Linked DNA regions of Mus musculus: regions 2, 3 and 4 are each linked to region 1. Evidence: chromatin contacts called from public HiChIP or PLAC-seq and promoter capture Hi-C data. All regions are on one chromosome and are shown on one strand. The core of a region is the stretch at or near the end of the contact, and the rest is flanking DNA. Distances in the headings are between cores, read along the strand shown.

Region 1 (2,855 bases), core at 267-2,766:
CAGCTGGGGCTGCAGGGCCCTGGAGAGAGCCGTCCTTTGCCTCTTCTGGCTTTGGGTAGCTGCTTGAATCCTTTGGTCTTTGACTGCCTACCTCTCCTGGTCTCCCATAGCCCATTATCTGTGGTCACATGTCTTCTCTTATATACAGATCAAGTCCCTCTCTTCTTTTTATACACATACGTGCTACATTCATAGCCTAAACTCTCTGAGAATGTTCAGTTGAACCATGAGCCACCCCCGTGTAGCCTCCAGTGATGAAGGCAGACACACATTTTTGGGAACTGAGTTTCAGCAAACCATGGCCACTGCCCTTCACCACCATGGACTGAGGAAGAAGAGAAGATTCTGTTATCTAGAGAGATTTCCACCTCTGACTGACCAGCTAGAGCTGACCACAGGAGCCCTGGATCCACTGACTTGGAATACACTAGAGAGAGAGAGAGAGAGAGAGAGAGAGAGAGAGAGAGAGAGAGGAGTGCGGAAGGAACCTGACACTCTTAAAGGAAGATCAAGCTGGGGACACAAAAGCCAGAGGCCAGACTAACTAGAGCCCTAAGGGGAGAGGCAAGAGCATCTGTTCAATTGTAGAAGGTTCCCGAACTCTAAAGAGGGGATCAGTGGAGAGCCTTCCTGGGGGGGACCTGGAGACTTCACTGCAGGTCACAGTTAGGCAAGAGGTGCCAGCCTGGGCTCAGCGTGTGGATGTCTTGATTTTGTAATTTTTGTTTCCGAATAGAGATTCCGTATTTCAGTACCACCCTTCCAGACTTTGTTTAGCGTCCTGGTCAAGTTTGGGGTTGCTATGTGGGCGAACCGATTCCATGTTCTGTCTGTCCTGTGCCAGTGGCATCAGGTTGGTTTGCAGAGAGCAGCACTCTGCTTCCCTAGCGCGAGTCTTTGTCGCCTGCAAGGACGCTCCTACTCCACTAGTGTCTGAGGCTGGGAGTGGACCAAAACCCAGTCTGTTATCCCGCACAGCGGGATCCCAAGGCGGTGTTTAAATTACAGAAAGGGAGGTCAAATGAGTTCTTGGCAGGGCTTTTTGCGGCGTGCTTAAAGTCAGCTTCTGTTTCAATTGGGATCACAGGCTCCTGCGCAATGACAGCCAGGAGCTCCCTCAGCGAGTACGGCTCCTCATCCTTTCCCAAGAGCTCCGGCTGCGTAGGAAGGATATCGAGAGCCCACAGACCACTGTCATGTGCAGAAAAAGGTGGAGGGTCCTGACCCGGTCCCTGAAGATGAAACTACACAGAGGTTTAAGGAGACAAAGTTCACGCCTCATCTTAGCACCGATTGTTTATAATAGGTCACTTTCCTGGCCAGAGCGTATTAGAGACTTAGACAAAGGGAGGGAACTTTCCTGGTCACTCTTCCTGGTGCAGATTTTTAATTTCACAAAAATCGAATGGGGTTCCGGGACTTGCGCCCCGCCCGCCTCGTGGGGTCTCATCGCGAGCGCGCAGGCAGGGGGCGCCCGAGCGCATCTAAAAGGAGCTGCGGGCAGCGGGTGGCCTCAGTGGCAGAGCGCGGCTGGCCGCGGTGCGTGGCCAGGAGCGGTCGCCTAGGGGCTGCACCGCCGCTCGCACAGGACACCGGACACCCAGCCACGGGCACCCGACGGCGTTGCTCTGCGTTCCTCTCACTGCGGCCCGCGCCCTGCCAGCCACCTACGCTCGGTCCCCGCGCATCCCGGGCTTCCGATGGCCCCCGAGGCCAGGGCGTCCCCGCGCCTGCTGCTCAGGGCGGCACTGCTGCTCCTGGCGGCGCTGCTACCGGTGGCTACCTCAGCAGGACCCCCAGGTACGCGCACGCCTGACTCTGCGGTCGGCTAGGCTGTCCTCTGCCCACCCGCTTGTCACTCTGGGGGACCACTGTCCCACACTGGCTCTGTGTTGCCCGCGTGCGTGTCTTGTCACTAACCTGTGCATCCTCGTGAGTGGAGTCAGGGCGTGCTAGGTGTGGGCACTAGGCACTCTGAGTATGGGAGAAGTGTGGACACGGAACACACAAGAGAACTGGGGACTGAAACTTGTCTAAGTGCCCTGGAGATCCAGGCAAAGGAAAGGAGAAGTGACTTTGGGCATCGCACTGGGGGTGGGGGTGGGAGTCTGGGGGGGATAGAAGTCGGGGGGGGGGGCACTCTCTTTGGTCAGACTCTCCTCCGGGTTGAGGGTGAGCATCTTTCTGTCATCTTCTTCACCTGTCTCGATGTTGGATAAGGTCACTGAGGGAACTCAGATGGAAACTGAGGGGCAGGACTGTACTCCAGGACCAGCAGCAACTGAAGTCCTAAGCTTGGGAACTTTGCAGCTGGAAGAAGACATTTGTCTTTCGAGGAGGGAGAGGGAAGTGGGACCGTCAGTGAGTTCCAGAGAGCCTAACCCACTCCAAAGGCCAGGCTGCAGCCTGGATGGACACTTGCTTTGCACAAGAGGCTTAGCTGACTCTGCTTTCTTGCGTGTTTCACCAGCGTCCAGATGGTTACACAGTAGTGGGCTTTCACGCCTATGTCCTTGGCGTCTTCGTGTCTAGCATGCATGCATTTCCACACTTGGAAACCATGACTTTTGTTTATGGCATCAATTTGTAGGAACCTGAAAAGTGGACTCCCCTTCCCCTTTCTGGTATTATTCAGTGGCAGCAGGGCTGAAAACAACAAAACAAAACAAACTTCTTTTCCAACAGGGGCCACTAGTTTTGCATGCTGGTGTCTGTATTGCGCTCCCCATAAGGATAAAGGGAGAGCGCTTGGTGACCTCTTGGTAGTATCGGGTGCTACGTATTCTGGTGTTGAGTTCCCTTTTTCTAAAAGGGTCATACAGAAGTAGGGGTCCTTTCTCTTCCATTTATGATCT
Region 2 (2,855 bases), core at 242-2,741, 610 kb before region 1:
ATACGCTATACACCATTAAACCCTGCCGGCATAAGGCCACAAACAACTTTAAATGCCTGGCTTGGTGGCAACTTGGAGTGAGTTTTCTTGGAAACAGGCCCCAATTAAAGACTTTTCAGAAGGGTGGAATGTGCACATTTGTGCAGAGTAGCCAGTGTCCCCTTTTGACTTTAAAGTGACTGAGGATTCGGAACCAATGCTCACCTATGGCCAGAGCCAGTTCCCAAGCGGCAGGCCTTCTTCAACCCTTCCAAGGTGAGGGAGAACTCCCAGTTCCCTTTGCCAGGCCCTGCTTAACCCTCATCAGCTTAATATAAACAGTACTAAAGATTTAATTGGGGAAGGAGGCCACGGTGGCTTCTGTGGGGCTGACAAAGGCTGGTGGTGTCTTTCTAAGCTCCCAGCCAGGCTCTTCCCTTCGGCCTGGGGCCCAGAGGCTGTCTTCTGCACTGGCTTACCTGTCCCCCTCCATTGAGCTTGTTGGTGAGTTTGACTTTGCTGAAAGACACAGGCGCCTTCATCCAGTGGGCCCCAAAATTGGGCGAGTCTGGGTGGATGTAGACGCAGCTGGGCGCCTGAGGCTCTGGTTTGCCCCCAGGTACCCACTCCCCGTTCACATATTTCCAGCGGTGGTTGTCAGCCGTCACGAAGTCCAGCAAGAAAGAGTACATGGCATTGGGGTCCAGGCCTGACACATTTACCTTCAGCACCGGGAACATCCTCCTGGAAAAGACAGCGCACGGCAGGAGGACCCATCCGTTGGAGAGGGGGAGCCTGCACTAAGTGTTTGATGCCGGCCAAAGAGGAGGACCCCGGCAACCGGTCTCGCAAGCATCTTTGCCTGAACTTTCTCAGTTCAGGAACCAAATCATCTCCCCCCACTAAGCCCACGGGTTCTCGGGACAGCAGAGGGACAAATCTAGCCAAGGGTTTCGGCCCCCTAGGCAAACCTGGTCATTCCAGTATACACCTAGGAACCCTAGAGTTCGAATGCCTCCTTCCTCCTCAGGTTTCGTCAGGGGGAAAGTTCCCGAGAAACCAAGGTTTAGGAATCCTCTGGGGAGCTGTTAACTCAGCGGGAAGAAACAAAGTCGGCCGGTTGGGAAGAAAAGATGCTCTCCCCGAGGCGAGGGGCACTCGCCAGGCCCCAGACTGCCGGCTTGCAGCACGCACCTACCTGCCGTTCTTGGTCACAATCATCTCGTTAGTTAGCTCCTTGAAGCGCAGCCACAGCTCGCTCTCCTCCAGGCCCACTCGCAGTTCGCGTTCGGTGGGGTCTCCCTTCTCGCTGCCCGCCTGCAGCTCGCTCTCCACGGCGCTGAGCAGGTGGTCCACTCGGTACTGCAGGCTCTTCCCTGCGCTCTCTGTGCCCGGCGAGCTCATCCTCCCGCCACCCTCTCCACCTTCCAGGAGTCTTGACTCCCTACCCAACAGCCACCTTCACTTCTCTCGCCACCGCTTTTCCAAGAAAAAGGGTCACTCTGCGGAGCCCAAAGATTACACCTGGGTCCCTGCACATTCGCCAAAGGAGCACCGAGATCGGGATGAGGGGGGAAGGGGGCGGGGATGGGGGAGAGGGCCTGGGGAGCCGTGGCTCCACTTGAACTCCCGCAAGGCGCGACAAGAGTAAGTCTCTGGGGAAGAGAAAAATGGGTCCCCTCCCCATAAATACAGCCGAGGTGGCCTCGCAGGGGGGTGCGGCGGATTGGGCGGGACACCCTTTGAAGTACCGAGCAGCTGCCCATTGGCGGTGCGCGGCCATATCAGACTGGCCGGGCGGGCCCGGAGGCTGGGGGCCAACAATGGGCTCCAGCGCGCGCTTCCTGTAAGGAAAGCGTCGGGCGCAGTCCCGACACCCCCGCCCTCCCCCAAATGTTTGCACCTCCATCAAAGCGGCGGGGCGGACCCTGGGGGAGGGAGGGCGAGAAGCCGGGCTGGAGCCACCCAGGACCCTGGCTCCTAGAGCCACTGCTAAACTCTCCACTCCCACGCGCTGTCCAAGCGCACACCGGCGCCTGCGACTTTGCCCCGCGGAGTGTCCACGCTGCGCGCACCTGAGAGGGACTTCGGCGGATCGGCGTCTCCCGGGTCTCCTTGACCTCTCCAAAGCCTCAGCCTCCCCAGGTGTGGCAGCTTTGGGACACGTCCCCTCGCCCCATGGACTGCCACTAACTCCCACCTCGGCATCCAGGTCCCCCACGACCTTCACCTGCGTGGAGAGGGAAGCTCAATGCGGATCTGTCCAGAGAGGGAAATAGACGAACAGATAGCGACCCTAGTAGGAGGTGTCCTCGCGTCCCACATAAAAGCTGGACTTTGACGGTGGATGCGCCTGCACCGAATGTGGCCCCGGGAGTCCCTGGTCTCTTTGCGCCGGGGATTGTTGGAACGCATGCTGCGCGCGTTTCCCTACCCGCCTCGCCATGCGGTGTGGGCAGCAGTTGGTTTATTGCCTCTCGGTGAGAACCTCTGCCGGGAGAGTGAGGGGAAGGTGACAAAGAGCAGGAAATAGTTCAATGGGGTCTCTTTAAACAATAACATTCCTCTAAAACGGGAGCCCAGGAAGCGGGAAGGAAGCCAGAGCTCGCGCCCAGCTCTTTAACGAGACTCTGGGTTCCAGCCTCCGTTTCCCCGTCTTCCACTCTCCTATCCTATCCCGAAGCTCCTTGGAAGAGGCCCCTGAATCAGGTGGGGGCACTCAATTCTGAGTTCGTTGTCTCTCTGAGAGTCTCCCTGGGAAGTCTTTGGGGTCGGAGTTGTGGGTTCTACCTGCCCCTACTTCTGGGAGAGACGGTTTTCCAGGAGCCAACCTCTGGGGTGGGATGCCCTAGACTACCCTCCTCTGCCCTTTCCCA
Region 3 (2,855 bases), core at 178-2,677, 560 kb after region 1:
GGCTTGCCTCCCTTACCTGCCCTGACTGGCAAACCATCTGAATCTAAGCTGGGACTACTGAGAGAACTGTCCAGGACGAGACAGAAATATGAGCTCGCTTTTGTATTTGTTAGCCACTAATATGGTTGTAGCACATCATTTCTTTAAAGTGTTTTCTGTCCATTTAAATCTCACCCATATTATATAAACAACCTTTGCATGACATAACTGTGTCATGCAGAACTGCTGGGTTGTGTGGTGGTGGTGGTGGTGGTGGTGGTGGTGGTGGTGGTGGTGGTGGTGGTGGTGTGTGTATCCTATCATAATATAGCCCTAGGGCTTCTTGAGTTCTTGAGGGATCCCTAGGGCTGGTTCTGAGCTAAGCCCAAGCCCCTGACTTGGAAATAGCTCTCATTTACAGATGCCAGGACGGTAATCTCCCATAACCTCTGCTATGGATAGAAGGGTCCTTGATCCTTAGTCTAGACCAGTTCAGCCATACAGGTATGAGGAACTGTCCCGCCAAGGCTGTTGTGCTCTCTGCCCCACAGGACCTCTGTTACCCATCCAGAGGACCTGACAGAGTCAGCTAAGGGTTCAGGGCCTTGGTATGCCCAGCACTACAGAAGGCACTCAGCACTCATACCCAACACTTAAGTATGACTGTAAGTGGCAGATGGAGGCTTCCATGTGGGAAGAGAGGTGTGTGGTACAGAATGACTCAGTCAGCAAAGGAAAAGGCTTGGAGGTGGAGGTGGTTCAGGCCTGGGACAGCTCAGGATGCAGAAGGGCAACATGGAGAGATGGCTGCTCTAAGACATTCCTGTAAACCACAGCACCTCCTCACACCCCCCTCCCCCCAGGCCCATTACAATCAATCTATTCGACACAGGGCAGTGTGTCCTGCATGTCAGGTGCTGTTATGCCCCTGTGAGACACCGGATGACTCTGGGGTACACAGTTATCCTGAGTTCACAGATTAGCAAGGACGCACAGGCTCTAGGTTAAACAGCAAGTGAGCATGGACCAGGCAGGGGTCACAGCGAAACAGTTGCTCCCTCTCCCCTGTACCTTGGCAGCAAGGCATATGTATGCACCTCAGAGCTGTGTCTTCTGTATGCCACCCCACAATTCCTGATAACAAGGACCATCTGTCAGATTTGGGAAGACCTCTAAGGCCAGCGTATGAATGAGGGGCTCAAATGGGACCCTTCTAAGATCATGTTCCGTGCCAGGAAAGCTGGAAGATTGCCCTGTGCCATATGCAACATAGTGGGGCTCAGAAAATGAACCCCAAAGCAAATCCCTGGATGACAGAGTCCCCCTCCCCCCTCCAACCCATCTCACCAGCTTTCTCTGGAGCAAGTGAGACACTAACATTTCTTCTCTCCACAGAGTGCAGAGAAGCCAGGACCCCTTGTTTCCAAAGGCAGCAGACAGGCCTATGGGTACCACCACTCTTGCCCACCTCTCCAAGCAGGATCGGGGCACAGATTCTGACCTCTCATATGGTGGTCAAGATACGGGGTCCTGAGAGTGGAGTGCAGGCTGGGTGGGTGGGGTCTGTAGCAGGCCTTGCAAAGCCCCTGGGTTTCCCCCCACCGTCTTGTTCTCTGTCTCAGCCCCATTTTGTGGTCTGTGCTGTTTCATCAAACCCTGACAACCCTTGTGCTGAGTACAAGTGCGACAACCCCCCCCGCCCGGCTCACCTATCTGTTAAAGAGAGCTAGTGTGGCCCTGAGGGTGGGGAAAAGTGAACTTCTTACGGTCCCCTGCCATGTATCTCTAAATATTGAATTTTTCCCTTCAAAACAGCTCCCCACCTAAACAAAACAAAACAAAACAACAACAACAAAAAAAAAAACCCCAAAACCTCTTAGAATCATAAAATTAATGTGCTTACTGTTTAAGGAGCCAGACAGCAGAGCACAAGGTGGAGGGATGCCCCTCTCCTGCCCAGCTAGCAGATGAGAACATCTGTGTTCGCCTTTGGGCATCTGTCTCTCTCCTACCCTGGCTTCTACTGAAGACAGGCCATCCTGGGCTGTTGTGGGCAGTGTGCTTAGCCCCTTCCCCTTTATGCTGAAGCATGTGGCCATATGTCACAGGCTCGGCCTCACTCTGCTGTGGCTGGGTGCTGCCCACAGGAGCGGTCCAGCTAGCTCGTGTGCACAGAAACCTTCCTGGGGACCTTCCTGGGGACACTGGACTAAGCTCGTGGGCTTTCGCTATTCAGCCAGGATTATTGCGGGATGAATTCAGGCCAGCATCCCAGGGTGCCATCAGTTCACGGAGACCCTGCCAAGGTTGGAGGTCACCGCATCTCTAACCTCATCCGAATCTGTGAGGTATGAAAGAACCAGAGCTTTTTGTTTTATCCCAACACGCAAAAAAGGGAAACAAGCTTGAAGACATTCTCAGGAAGCAAGAAGTCTGTGATCACAACCGCCTCTCGAGACAGGAAGTCTGGTAAAGGACTGAAGCCCTTGCTGGATGCCTCTGGAGCCGATAAATACAATCTCAAAATAAACACAAATCTGTTAAGACTAGAATTTTATGTAATTATCTCTCTTCTACTGTTTTTCGAAACCTTCCTATCTTTTATGCACATTGGCTGTGCAGAATGAAGAGTGTATAAAGGAAAACAAATAAATTGAGATTCTCATAACAATTCAGCAAGTTCAATTGCAGAGAGCGTCCAGGAGCCTCTGCACAGGGAGAGAGAAAAGAGACAGCCTTCACATAAGTAAATTCCATTGGACAGCATCCAGGTGTGAATTAAAGACAGTTTCCTTGCAAATCTGGCAGATCCCCAAGGATTCAACACAAGGCCAGCCTCGGAGAGCATTTCCAAGTCTGTCCCTGTGGACTGGAGC
Region 4 (2,855 bases), core at 234-2,733, 540 kb after region 1:
GGGAATGCATAAATAATCCTGAAGGGCAAGAGGGAAATCTTAACAACCACTGCTTCCCGTGGAGGAAATGGGTAGTGAGGAGATGGAGCCATGGCTGGGAGACCTTGAGGTTTACTCCAGCATAGCTTTTCAATCTGGAACCATGAAGCCATTATCTATTAAAAATATGAAATGGGAGAACACTGTAACTATCATAAAAACACCCGGGACTACAAATGCTTGATCTGTTTCTTCACTGTGGTGTGTTTTATGCCTGTGTGTTCTTCTGATGTAAGGCACGAGAAGACTTCTGGCGAGAGATTATAAATACTTGCGAACAAAGCCACTCCTAAAGACCTTAAGCTCTCACTGACATCGAGTAGGACTTTAAGACTGGAGTAAGAACCTGTGTTCAACTCGGAGGCAGACCGAGCACACCCGGTTAATCTGTTACAGCACGGCATCAGCACAGGCTTGTGTGCTGTAATATTAATATTACACTGAATATCATTTAATTGTTTGGCGGAACTTGTAAGGCACCTCCATCAGATATGATCAGTGAGTGAGGTATTCCCTCAGGTGGCTGTTGCGTGGCTGAAGGGTGTGCAAGACCCTTCAGCGAGTTTCTGGAGGGGTGGTTTCTTACTTCTAACCAAGTTCTTGCTTTGGCTCTCCTCTCCAGGCATAAGCTTGGTAACAGAGATAACACACACAAAGGCCGGAGGAAGGGGGCATCTTTCCTATCCACATCTCTTTTTTTCGCCAGGCAGCATCCTGCCGGGTGGGCCGCGGGCCCTGCTGCATGTGGATGAGCTCCCTGTGTGCCGCAGCTACTTCTCACCCTCCTCAGAGATGCTAAGCCAAGGTGTGCATATGCCCAGAGCAAGTGTGGCTTCCACAATGGCTGGCGCAGGAAGATGGCTTTTCTTAGCAGGTGAAGCATGTTTGCTGGTGGCTGCTGCTGGCACACACGAGTCCTGGCCACCCTTCGTGTGTGTGTGTGTGTGTGTGTGTGTGTGTGTGTGTGTGTGTGTGTGTGTGCGTGTGCGTGTGCGTGTGTGTTTCCCCCACGTCTCCATTTTCCTTCTCTGTGTCTGTCAGTGTTCTTCCTTGTGTTCCTCAGGGTCCCATCACTGAAGCGCTGTCTTTCCAGGTGCTGAGACACTTGCCAGCTGGGTCTGAAGGCCAAAGTGTGAGCTGCAGGGCAAGCAGGATGCACCCTGCCCTTCCAACAAATGGGAGGATCATGCTACGCTGGGAACGAGGTAAGTGGAGCATGTAATTACCTGAAAAAAACTCTAACAGACATTTTCTCCTGTAAAATTAATTAGAGCAAATGACAAAGAGACAGAACTCTGGTGCTTTCTCAATAGGAAAAAATTAAAATTTCCATGCCAATCTGTCCTTCTAAAAATACGATCTCCAGGCCAAGCATCTGTTTAACTCCATTTCCCTTCTGGCTGACAAATTATATACCCAGAATGGAACTGAGTGCAGCCGTGCAAACGCTGTGGTACACGGATGATGCGATGTGAATCCAAACTCTGGCTCCTACTGGGAGAGGCCTCTCCTGTCCTGGGTGTGGCAGCCAGATCCTCTGTGGAAGTTAAAAATAGGATGACATACAAGCAAACACAGTCATCCAATTGCTGACAGGGAAGTCACAAACACCTTGGGAACACTGGTTGTTGAGATAGTCATCTGTCACTCTGTACACAAGCCTGAGACCTCAGTGATGGGCACAGGTCCATGAGGTCCCAGCCCTCTTGTAGGGACTAGGAGCAGTCAGAGTTGTTGAGGAGGAGATCTGTGGGGGCCAAAGATATGTTTTTCTGGCTCAAATAAATAGCCACACATCTACTCAGCCATGGAACTGAACTCAGTGGCAATATGCGAAACAGACAGGGAAGGGGAGGGAGACTTCTTAGAAAGAAGAGGAGGTTCCAAAGGGAGAAGGATGGAATGGGAGCAAAAATGTCTAAAGAAACTATTTTAAATGCTTTAAGAGGACAAGGTGACACACACTTTGGAATGACTTTAAGGCCCTTTAATTTTTACATTTTCATCGGTTTCTTCAGTTGTGTATGTGTATGGGTAGGCGTGGTACAGAGCACGGGGCACACGTGATGATCACATGACAGCTTGCTAGAGTTGGTCACCTCCTTCCACCATGTGGGTCCTGGGCTGGAACTCAGGTCATCAGGCTAGGCAGCAAGGGTTTTTATTTTTTTATCTAATACAAACTACATGCATTTAATAACAGCACATGTGTGGCTGAGGGGCAAAGCTGCTGCCTCCTAAGGAAAACATGTCCGTCGCTGACCAGGTTCACGTTTCCCCCAAAACTTCTCAGCCACAGGAGGGGGTTGTTAGTAAAGAGGTGTCAGTGTCTGGGCTGCATGTGTGCATGTAAGTATGCAAGGGGACAGGCCATGCGATGTATTCCATGTGTGTTGAGGCTTCTGTCCCGTGACACGAGAAAAGATGTGTCAGAGAAGCAATGACTGAAAGCAGCTGGCTTCCTGAAGGCGAAATCAAGGAGTCCACAGGCAGCGTGCGCCGTTGAGCAATTTTCTGAATGCCGAGCAGAGATGATCCAGATCTGAAGCACAGCTCTGGAGTGCTTTCCTCTTAACTAACCAAGCGCTAGGGTGCGTGAGCACAGGCCTCTCTGTCTTCTACAGCTCAGTCTACTCCCAACACACGTCTGGCTTTCTTGAGTCCACAGACCTACAGAAAGGCTTGACTAGGCTCTGCTCGCCAGAGTGGACATCCACTGTGGTTATGGACACAGGAAATGATGGACTGTTGGCTCTTTCATCTTTAAAAGAAACTCAATAAAGGTTCAACCCTCACAGAAGTGGACTTACTGCTCC

What was found. Promoter capture Hi-C pulls out the DNA fragments that hold promoters and counts their contacts. HiChIP or PLAC-seq counts read pairs in DNA pulled down with a chosen protein or histone mark.
Region 2: a contact with region 1 is called in a promoter capture Hi-C map of pre-B cells. The contact joins the promoter of T here to the promoter of Fndc1 in region 1. A contact is called at or near these places in 3 of 39 promoter capture datasets (liver, neutrophils and pre-B cells).
Region 3: a contact with region 1 is called in a promoter capture Hi-C map of cranial neural crest. The contact joins the enhancer-like site here to the promoter of Fndc1 in region 1. A contact is called at or near these places in 2 of 39 promoter capture datasets (cranial neural crest and liver), 3 of 484 Hi-C or Micro-C datasets (bone marrow-derived macrophages, cortical neurons and palatal mesenchyme) and 2 of 115 datasets of contacts at active chromatin or transcription factors (embryonic forebrain and stem cell-derived neural progenitor cells).
Region 4: a contact with region 1 is called in an H3K27ac HiChIP or PLAC-seq map of SST interneurons, with 7 times the contacts expected there. The contact joins the enhancer-like site here to the promoter of Fndc1 in region 1. A contact is called at or near these places in 21 of 39 promoter capture datasets (the 3T3-L1 cell line, 3T3-L1-derived adipocytes, the C10 cell line and 14 more), 3 of 484 Hi-C or Micro-C datasets (bone marrow-derived macrophages, cortical neurons and palatal mesenchyme) and 1 of 115 datasets of contacts at active chromatin or transcription factors (SST interneurons).

What each region holds. Positions count from the first base shown.
Region 1 is chr17:7,825,963-7,828,817 of GRCm38.p6, reverse strand. It overlaps Fndc1 (fibronectin type III domain containing 1), which reads left to right and starts at 1,516. Exons shown (of 21, transcript NM_001081416.2): 1 at 1,516-1,800. The coding sequence starts at 1,701.
Region 2 is chr17:8,433,059-8,435,913 of GRCm38.p6, reverse strand. T (brachyury, T-box transcription factor T) reads right to left here and starts at 1,491. Exons shown (of 8, transcript NM_009309.2): 1 at 1,178-1,491; 2 at 459-723. The coding sequence starts at 1,383. It overlaps LOC115486424, which reads right to left. Exons shown (of 3, transcript XM_030250191.1): 2 at 2,414-2,469; 3 at 1,386-2,209. The coding sequence starts at 2,425. The coding sequence ends at 1,424. RefSeq lists a promoter at 1,376-2,034.
Region 3 is chr17:7,265,868-7,268,722 of GRCm38.p6, reverse strand. The region is part of intron 10 of Rps6ka2 (ribosomal protein S6 kinase, polypeptide 2); the gene reads right to left. Among named protein-coding and RNA genes, the nearest start is that of Tcp10a, 57 kb to the left of the region's middle. RefSeq lists an enhancer at 1-230. Within about 2 kb of position 1,427, at least 18 of the 459 cell types and tissues checked have an H3K27ac peak or open chromatin away from gene starts, as enhancers often do.
Region 4 is chr17:7,285,194-7,288,048 of GRCm38.p6, reverse strand. All of the region lies in intron 14 of Rps6ka2 (ribosomal protein S6 kinase, polypeptide 2), which reads right to left. Among named protein-coding and RNA genes, the nearest start is that of Tcp10a, 38 kb to the left of the region's middle. Within about 2 kb of position 1,483, at least 19 of the 459 cell types and tissues checked have an H3K27ac peak or open chromatin away from gene starts, as enhancers often do. A contact at or near this core is called in SST interneurons, cortical neurons and hippocampal neurons, where this site is marked.